Regions from separate parts of the Hordeum vulgare genome. Here regions 1 and 3 are each linked to region 2. A link is a contact called in public Hi-C data. All regions are on one chromosome and are shown on one strand. Each heading gives the region's core, a stretch centred on a gene start, on an enhancer-like site or on the middle of the called end of the contact. The rest is flanking DNA. Distances are from core to core; before and after follow the strand shown.

Region 1 (2,700 bases), core at 121-2,620, 810 kb before region 2:
AATTTCACATTCACACATGGACAAAGAAGGGCCAAATTACTTTTATCTAAAGTGCAGCGACATAAATTAAGTTCTCACGAATTACAAGCTTATGTCTCAAAGTTACTGTTATACTTGTAGACGCTTAAGTATCCCTGGTTTACACATTACTACTGTCACACAATGTATTTATCCCTGAAACTGGAATTATGAGTCGATTACTAGACATGAAAACTGATCAAAAACACTTCAAATAATCCTAGTAGTCTAGCACAATAGTATTCAACAGCTCGTATTAAATAAAGATTCTCAACTGAAAGCTGCAAGTGCACCAATACAACACATCCACCGGGATAGCAGCTCAAGCTAGCACTGTCCATGATATATATAAAAAGTTGCACCAGCAAAATGTCATGCATGTTCTACAGTACAGCCAGCACCAAGGATAGAGGCCAGACCTGGTTTGAAAAAGATAGAGAGACCGAAATCAATGGTCTTGAGTGGCGAGTCCTCCTTTTGGTTCACAAACAAGAAATTCTCTGGCTTGAGGTCTCTGTGCATGACCCCAAGAGAATGGCAAGCCTCCACAATCCCAATGATTACTCTAGCCAGCTGCGCGGCGGCCTTCTCAGAGTAGTGCCCCCGCTGTATGATCCTGTCGAACAGCTCCCCTCCCGCACAGAGCTCCATGACGAGGTGCACGGCAACAGCATCCTCGTAAGCCCCGACGATGGAGATCACGTTGGGGTGGCCGGCGAGGTGGTGCATGATCTGGATCTCGCGGCGCACGTCCTCGACGTCCTCCTCGGTGACGAGCTTCCGCTTTGCAATGGACTTGCAGGCGAACTCCTTCCCCGTGGCCTTTTCGACGCACTTGTAGGTGGTGCCAAACTGGCCCTGCCCCAGCTTCTTGCCTAGGGTGTAGAGGTCCTTGATGCGCTCCGAGTCGCGCTTGAGGACGGATTCGGCGAGGAGGCCGGCGCTCTGGACGCGCTTTACCTTGGGCTTGTTAGGATTGGAGGAGGGAGAGGAGAGGTCGGAGTCGTCGATGGTCTCGAGATCGGGGGCCGCGGACGAGGTGGAGGAGCATATGGAGGGGCAGGAGTTGGGCTGTGGGACTGCCGGCTCGGCGCGGGCGGCGCCGGGGCGCCAGAGTACGGCGACGGCGACGGTGTTGAAGAATCCGTGGCGATCCGGCGTGGCGCTGGGGCCGGAGCAGGTGTTCCCCATCGCGCCGGCGATGGGGGCGGCAGAGGCCTAGGCAAACGGCGGCAGCAACGACGGCATGCGGCGGCGTGGAGACTCGGGGATTGGATCGGAGGAGGATTGGTGGAGGAGAGGAGATGGCCGGAGATGGCCGAGGCGGGGAGGGGCTCGTGCGGCTGACATGTGGCCCACGTGAAACTGCGGGGCCGGCTTGGCAGTGGGCATAGGGGGTGTGTCGGGGAAGCGAGCGGCGCGGGATGGCGATGCGCGCCAGATCGGACGGAGGGGACGTGGGATAATTTGCGTGTCCTGTTCGATCCTTATATTACTCTCCCTCTCAAAATAAGTATCTATAAAATTGTATTAAGCTTGAGACAGTTATTTTAGGACAGAAGAAGTATTAGGAATCATTGATGACGCACGTTGTCGTGTTCGTGCATTTTATTATTGAAAGTTTTATAAATGTAGATATTAATTGATTCCTAAATTTAAAGGTAATTTCAACTTTATGATTGCCATCATTTTTCATCTCATCTCTATATCAATTCAGAACTGGGCATTAATAATGAAAAGGTGAAAAGGAGGCATCAGTTGTCACGTAGCAGATGTCAACACGAACACGATGCATAACAAATAAATATTCACACAAGTGACCTATAGTACAAAGTCATGAATAAGAAAACGAAGTAGAGTTATATGAGAAATGATAACCTCAAGCTTGTGCAACCAAAAAGGAAAGAACATTACACCAGAAGATCATGTTCTTACATTTCACAAATATTTGCATTATTTGACATAAATAAGGCAACACAAGAAATGTTAATCTAGCCAACATCACATCCAGATATATGTATGTTCTAATCACCAATAGAAATACTTCCATGACTTGAGCTTGGTCCTTCGCAACATGCCCTCCTAACTTGGATCTTTGGTTCTATCCATGAATTTTGCATGTTACTTGAAAATGTGTTTAGCGAAGACAGTTCTTTTGATGGAAGCATGGATGCATTCTACATTAAGTAGTAAAATTATATACTATCTAGCAATTTCATCTAAAAAGAAATGCATATTTGCTAATGATAATTATGTTAGATCTTCCAGAAATAAATGAAGATGATCTTAGCTCATATGAACTATAAATAATAACTATTTTGCCCCTACTCATACATGTAATCCTACGCATGGGCAAAATAATATTTGCTAATGATAATTATGTTAGATCTTTCAGAAATAAATGAAGATGATCTTAGCTCATATGAGCTATAAATAATAACTATTCTGCCCCTATTCATACATGTAATCCTACGCATGGGCAAAAAAGTTTGTGGGCATAAGAGAGGCAGAGAAAAGAGAGTTGCTTCATTTGATAATTACTTGACCACCAAAGGAAAGAGCTACTAGTTCACTTGTAATAAAATGCGCTCTCGTTATTTCTCACAAAGGCTTAATATTTTGTAATGGGTGGGCTCATGACGTGCTAGTGGGACAAAATCTTAGTCATGAACATGGCCTCAC
Region 2 (2,700 bases), core at 196-2,695:
GCCTGTTTTTTTAGTTTAGTTTTTTATTTTTCTTTTCAGTTCCATTTTATTTTTCTACTTTAAATAATTTAGAACTTCAAACAACTTTTCTCAATTTTAAGAAACTGCAAATTTCAAAATAAAATATAGAAAAACATTTTTTTTGAGAATTCAAAAACTATTCAGGAGTTTTGAAAAAAAATTGCATATAAAAGAATGTTTAAACTTTGAGAAAATGTTCATAAAATAAAAAAGTCAACGATTTTAAACAAAAGTCCGTGTAAAAATCTTAAAAACATTTCGTTCCTATGTTTTTAGTCTCATTTTTTATTTTCATTTTTCTGTTCCATTTTTTAGTTTAAATAATTTAGAACTTTGAAAAACTTTTGCAATTTATAAAACTGGGAATTTTGAAATAAAAGTTTGAAGAAAATATAAAATGTTTGTGAATTCAAAAAATGCTCAGGATTTTTGTAAAAATATTCGCATATTCAAAAAAATGTTCATAATTTTGAGAACAATATTGGTGAAAACAATAAAAGTCCATGATTTTGAAAAAAAGTTTGTGTGTTATTTTTTGAGTGCAATTGAAAACAACTTTTGCTAATTTAAAAAATGTTCATGCATTTCAAGAAATGTCCTAAAATTTTAAAGACATAATATGATCAGCATCATTGGATATTATTATTGTTTTTTTCCCGTTGCAACGCACGGATTCTTTTGCTAGTATATATAAAAAACGTACGTAGTAAATAAAACAAGAGCAAGTCGTTGGTCTGGTGGGTAGCACATGCAAAATAAGTTCAGAGATCGCTGGTTCAAAACCCCACAGGCTGTTTCATTTCGTCTAAATTTTAGCATGTGGCCACTGACACACGGGTCTGACGAATATGCTGACGTGTCATACGCGAGTATATGCAATACGTATGCGATGTGTAGGCTAGGACCGTATTGACTACGTATTGAAGCACTTTTCAATTTCGGGGACCGTGTTGGACCTTGCCGTCGACTTCCTACGTGCAATTATCTCTCCGGTCTGGATCAGGCTCGACCCAGACTATGGCGCTCGGGATAGGGGATGTGGAACTACGCCGGCGAGGAGGTCCGATGTGATAGGGAGGCGCCGGATCTTGGCGGAGACGGAGGAAACCGGCCATCCCGCATCAAATTCGGGCTACGACTATGATAGATTAGGTGGCTGCGAGCTCCGACGGGGTCTCCATGGAGTCCTGGCATACGGGAGAGAAAGATAGGTGAAATACAGGGAGATAAGAAGAGGGAGGACAAAGGAGGAGAAGGATGGCGGCACTGGCCTGCGGCTTGGGCTCTAGCGAGCGAGGACGTGGCGGCCGGCAAGGTCCGGAGACCTCCGGCAATGGGGCAGCGGGCATGGGGATGGGGAGCTCATGAGGAGGCCATGGGTGCAAGAAGCTCGTGGGAGGCGGCGGTTGCGGACAGCGGCGGCTTGGCTTTGGGCCCGGGCATAACTCGCTCAGGCCTGGAGGGCCCGCTGTGGCTGGCTGAAGCATGGGAGGCAATAAGGGCATCTTTAATAGTCTGTATGATAGATTCGTTGGTACAAGGTTCACGTAAGCAACCAACGATGTATCATACGAGTTCTTCAATGAAGCGTATGTTAGTTTATTGAGGACCACACATATTAAATGGATATAAATAAGCTGATGACCAATGCCCATGAGCAGGAAATGAATGAAATTACCTTGGAGCTTGTGCGCAGAACGTTGGTTAAGGATCATACGATCTTATTCTCTTTCCTCTTTTATTTTATAAGCCACCTCATCACAACAATCTACATGACATATTTACCAACGATCATCATACCATCATTGGAGATGCCCTAAGTGGTGGCGGCTCGAGTTGGAGGGTGCGGATAATGATGAAAGGGGCTAGGGTTTCCAGGTTTGTACGAGGGGGTGTCCATATATAGGAGATGACTAGCAAAAGGATCCGTGCGTTGCAACGGGAGAAAAAAATATCACACGCTTTTAATCTTTTTATAATCATTTTGATTTATTAAAATAATAAGTTATAACTAACTAATGTAGTCAGCCCTATCCTATTTTGTTGAGAAATCAACCCATCCGTTGTTAATTCCATCATGATGAGAAATTGAGTGGGACAAGCAAAGCAAAACAAAGAGGCTACGTGAATTGATCAATGGACTGTTATCTTATTTCACTCGTGAGGTAGAGAATGTGGGATCAGATGACAAACTGAAGGTGGTGTTCCATTCTCTATCTCTACAACAATACAATCTTACATTCAATACATTCAGGTGCTTGGCACACGGTTGGAGGCATGGGGAGGGGATCTCCCCAGATGATGAGTTCCTGCCGGAGGAGGGGATACGATGAGGGGAGCAAGGGTTAGGCGCCTCTATCTGGCCATAAGGAGTCGTCGTTGCCGCGCCATAACCTCGGAGTTCCCCGCGTGAGCCATGGAGGCCCGCCTCCACCTGCAAGTACTTCGCGCCGCCGCGCCACCACCGTTCTGCATCGAGCAGACGCATCATCCCCAGTCACTGTAGCTGTCGCGTTGATTCGATCCAGAAGCTGTGCTCGAGCGCCGAAACGGGGGCAGCAAGCGGACAGAGGTACGGCCGCGGAGGCGGGTGGGTTGAGATGGACAACAGTGGTGGTTGAGGTCGGCCACGGCGGCGAGTGGTGTGGCAGCGGCCTGGGCACACGCCAGGGTGGACCA
Region 3 (2,700 bases), core at 130-2,629, 610 kb before region 2:
CCTACTTGGTGTGCACATGGTAATAGGATTACGACCTACTAAGTCATATTAACTTTCAGGAAGACCTGTGGCAGCACAAAAAGTAAGGTGACGCACTAACAAAAGTGGATCTACAGTCGACTCAGAAGGTTTAAGTTTTCCTGCGAGGGTTAACAACACACAATTTTTTGAATGATATAACATAGTGTTAGCACCATCACACCTCGATATCCCCTCACTGATCACTCTTGTCACAATGAGATGTCAGTTCCATGGTCACATATTTAGCACGGCAAACCTTACTCCAAGGTTGTCCAGACCAGCATGGCATACGTGGCATGAGGTAGTACCCACTCACCATCTGCATCACATACTCAATAGCAAGAAAATATCCATCACATCCATTTATGCAAAGCATGATTCTGTGTGGGAGCTCTTATCAAAGTAACGCAGTCGTGCATCCATACATCGGAACAAGCAATCACACAAATTAAGGCAAAATCAGAGTTCAAGATCTTACCCTGGGAATGAAGAAGGGTGGTGTGCAACCCAAAAATCTTGAAGGAGTTATCATCGCCCTAATTTGCTACTTTGAAAATATTCAATTTAACACACAATTCTAAAACAGCACATAAAAGTTGTTTGATCTTTTGAAATATATATGAAAATAAACTAGGTGGAGTTAGGGAAAAAATAGAAAAAGAATCAACTCATTTGGAGTTGTGTTTTAAAAGTTATGAGCAGTATAAGCTCTAATCAAAATCTGGTTTTAAAATAAAATATAAAAGAAAACATTTCAGTAGGAAATACACTTTCGAAATAGAGAGATGCACTTCGGGGCATGGCTTTCCTGAAGAGAAAATGCACCAAGGGTTTCTGCGCCAGCAGGGCTGGGGCTGGCTCATCGATAGGTGGAACCCACCTATGGTGTTCGTCTCCCTCCTCTCATGTGCACGACAGGGCTGATGTTGACGGTGATTGCCGGTGCTAGGGGCAGCATTTCTAGGGCGGGGCACACCAGCGTACTCTGGGGAAGGGGCTAGTTTTCTAGAGGGTGCAGGGGTTGCCGGAGAGCTCGGGAGTGAGCACCACTTCAACCATGGTGGTCGGATGGTTTCGGCGATCATAGCTCCGCCTGTGGATTGCCGCCCATGGAAATGGGCATGGGGATGGGTTCTAGGGTCGAGGGCAAAGTTACAGGGGCTAGGGTGGGTTGGTTGAGGCTCGGGTTCGCCGGAATTCAACCGTACGTTGGCGGCGGTGAAACAGCCGGTGGCGAGCACGGTGGATGGCTCCGACCAAATTGGAGCAAGGGGGAGATGGCAATGGGTCTAGGGGGTCACTGGGTTGCTTTGGGTGCACGGGTCCTCCTTTTATAGCCACACAGTGGCAGTTCTGCGCCGGCCCAAGGATAAGATCACGGGCGACCAATTCTGGCGATGACACGGGAGGTAGGGCTAGTCTGGCGGGGCTGAGAGTTAGTAGACTGATGTAGTAGTGGTCCATGGGGTTAGCTGGCATGTGGGGAAGGCTTGGGAAGTGTTGGCCACTGCATCGGCAGAAGCGGACGCCGACTAACCATGAGGGTTGTTGTGGCAGCTGTTAGCCACTGCAACGGTAGAAGCGGACGCCGGATTGTCGCGAGGGTTGCCGTGGTTGCTGCTTTGAGCATCCAAACTGCGGTGAAGCTCTAACGGGGTCACAATTGGGCTGGCTAACGGGAAGGTTGGGGCGGGCCTCAAGGATCCATTAGGTCTTCCAAATAATACAAACTGGTTGCTGGAGGTGGTGGCAACTCCACATCTTACCGAGGTTCATTGAGCAACTGACGTGCGGTTGACAACTAGATCAAAGGTGATTTGATCGATCAGTGCCTCTTGCGCTCTCAAATCGCGCACAACCGGTACTAAAGCAGGGCCTTCCTCAAGGTCTTCACTGGCAACTTGGGTCGGGCTACCATAGCCTTCACGACTAGGATAGTAGCAGAACAGTCGGCTATTCATCCACGGTGACAAATGTCGCAGATGGACTATAGCTTCTCGGGCTGCAAGCTGACAGGCTTGGGGTTCATTGCCGGCTGCTCTACTAGTAAAATGGCAAGGGCATTCAAGTGAGGAACTCCCGCCATAGATGTGCATCATGGACCAAAAGCTGACGGATAGCATCTCGAGGCTCATCATGGACCAAAAACATGGCGGTTTGAGGTTGGCAAGGATGACTACAAAGTCTCCATGCTCGGATGCAGTGGTCTTGTTGAAAACAACTCGGCCAAGCATCTTGTTCATCTAGGGTTATTGGGGTGAGTTCAAGGTCGTGGTTTGCTAGGTTGAGTCAAGGCTCTCGTTTATAAGCTAAGGAGTTTTCCATCGCATGCTAGGGGATGCGACAACTCCAGTGTCGGTCATAGATACACAACTTCCGGGCTGGGCTGACAGGTTGGGCACCGACTCTAAAAAGGTGTCATATGGCCACTGTGGTTGGCTGTTGCGTAGGCTAGGCTGGCTTGTGGATGCATAAATACCCGGTCTAGGGATGGCGACCTAGCTAAGATAGGTTTAGCCAATGGTCAGCCTGGCTCTAATACCAATGTTCTAGCGACCGGTTTTTTGGAAAAACAATTTTCAGAAAATAGGCCCTTGAGTTCATCAGCCCCAGGACTACTCTTAGCTGGTGAACACTCACTTTATACTGATATACGAAGCAAATACAGAATTTGGGTAC

The links. Hi-C and Micro-C count contacts between places; a contact is called where the count stands out from the background.
Region 1: a contact with region 2 is called in a Hi-C map of leaf, with 3 times the contacts expected there. The contact joins the promoter of LOC123426205 here to the enhancer-like site in region 2. A contact is called at or near these places in 2 of 6 Hi-C or Micro-C datasets (leaf and an unstated tissue) and 1 of 1 datasets of contacts at active chromatin or transcription factors (embryo).
Region 3: a Hi-C map of seedling shows a contact between it and region 2, with 2.3 times the contacts expected there. The contact joins two enhancer-like sites. A contact is called at or near these places in 2 of 6 Hi-C or Micro-C datasets (leaf and seedling).

The regions. Positions count from the first base shown.
Region 1 is chr2H:336,291,986-336,294,685 of MorexV3_pseudomolecules_assembly, reverse strand. LOC123426205 (calcium-dependent protein kinase 17) reads right to left here and starts at 1,370. Exons shown (of 8, transcript XM_045109994.1): 1 at 438-1,370. The coding sequence starts at 1,209.
Region 2 is chr2H:335,483,521-335,486,220 of MorexV3_pseudomolecules_assembly, reverse strand. No RefSeq gene overlaps it. Among protein-coding and RNA genes, the nearest start is that of LOC123430055, 450 kb to the right of the region's middle. Within about 2 kb of position 1,445, at least 3 of the 3 cell types and tissues checked have open chromatin away from gene starts, as enhancers often do. A contact at or near this core is called in leaf and seedling, where this site is marked.
Region 3 is chr2H:336,097,955-336,100,654 of MorexV3_pseudomolecules_assembly, reverse strand. It overlaps LOC123426204 (a long non-coding RNA gene), which reads right to left. Exons shown (of 2, transcript XR_006622102.1): 2 at 2,643-2,700. Among protein-coding and RNA genes, the nearest start is that of LOC123426204, 3.3 kb to the right of the region's middle. Within about 2 kb of position 1,379, at least 3 of the 3 cell types and tissues checked have open chromatin away from gene starts, as enhancers often do. A contact at or near this core is called in leaf and seedling, where this site is marked.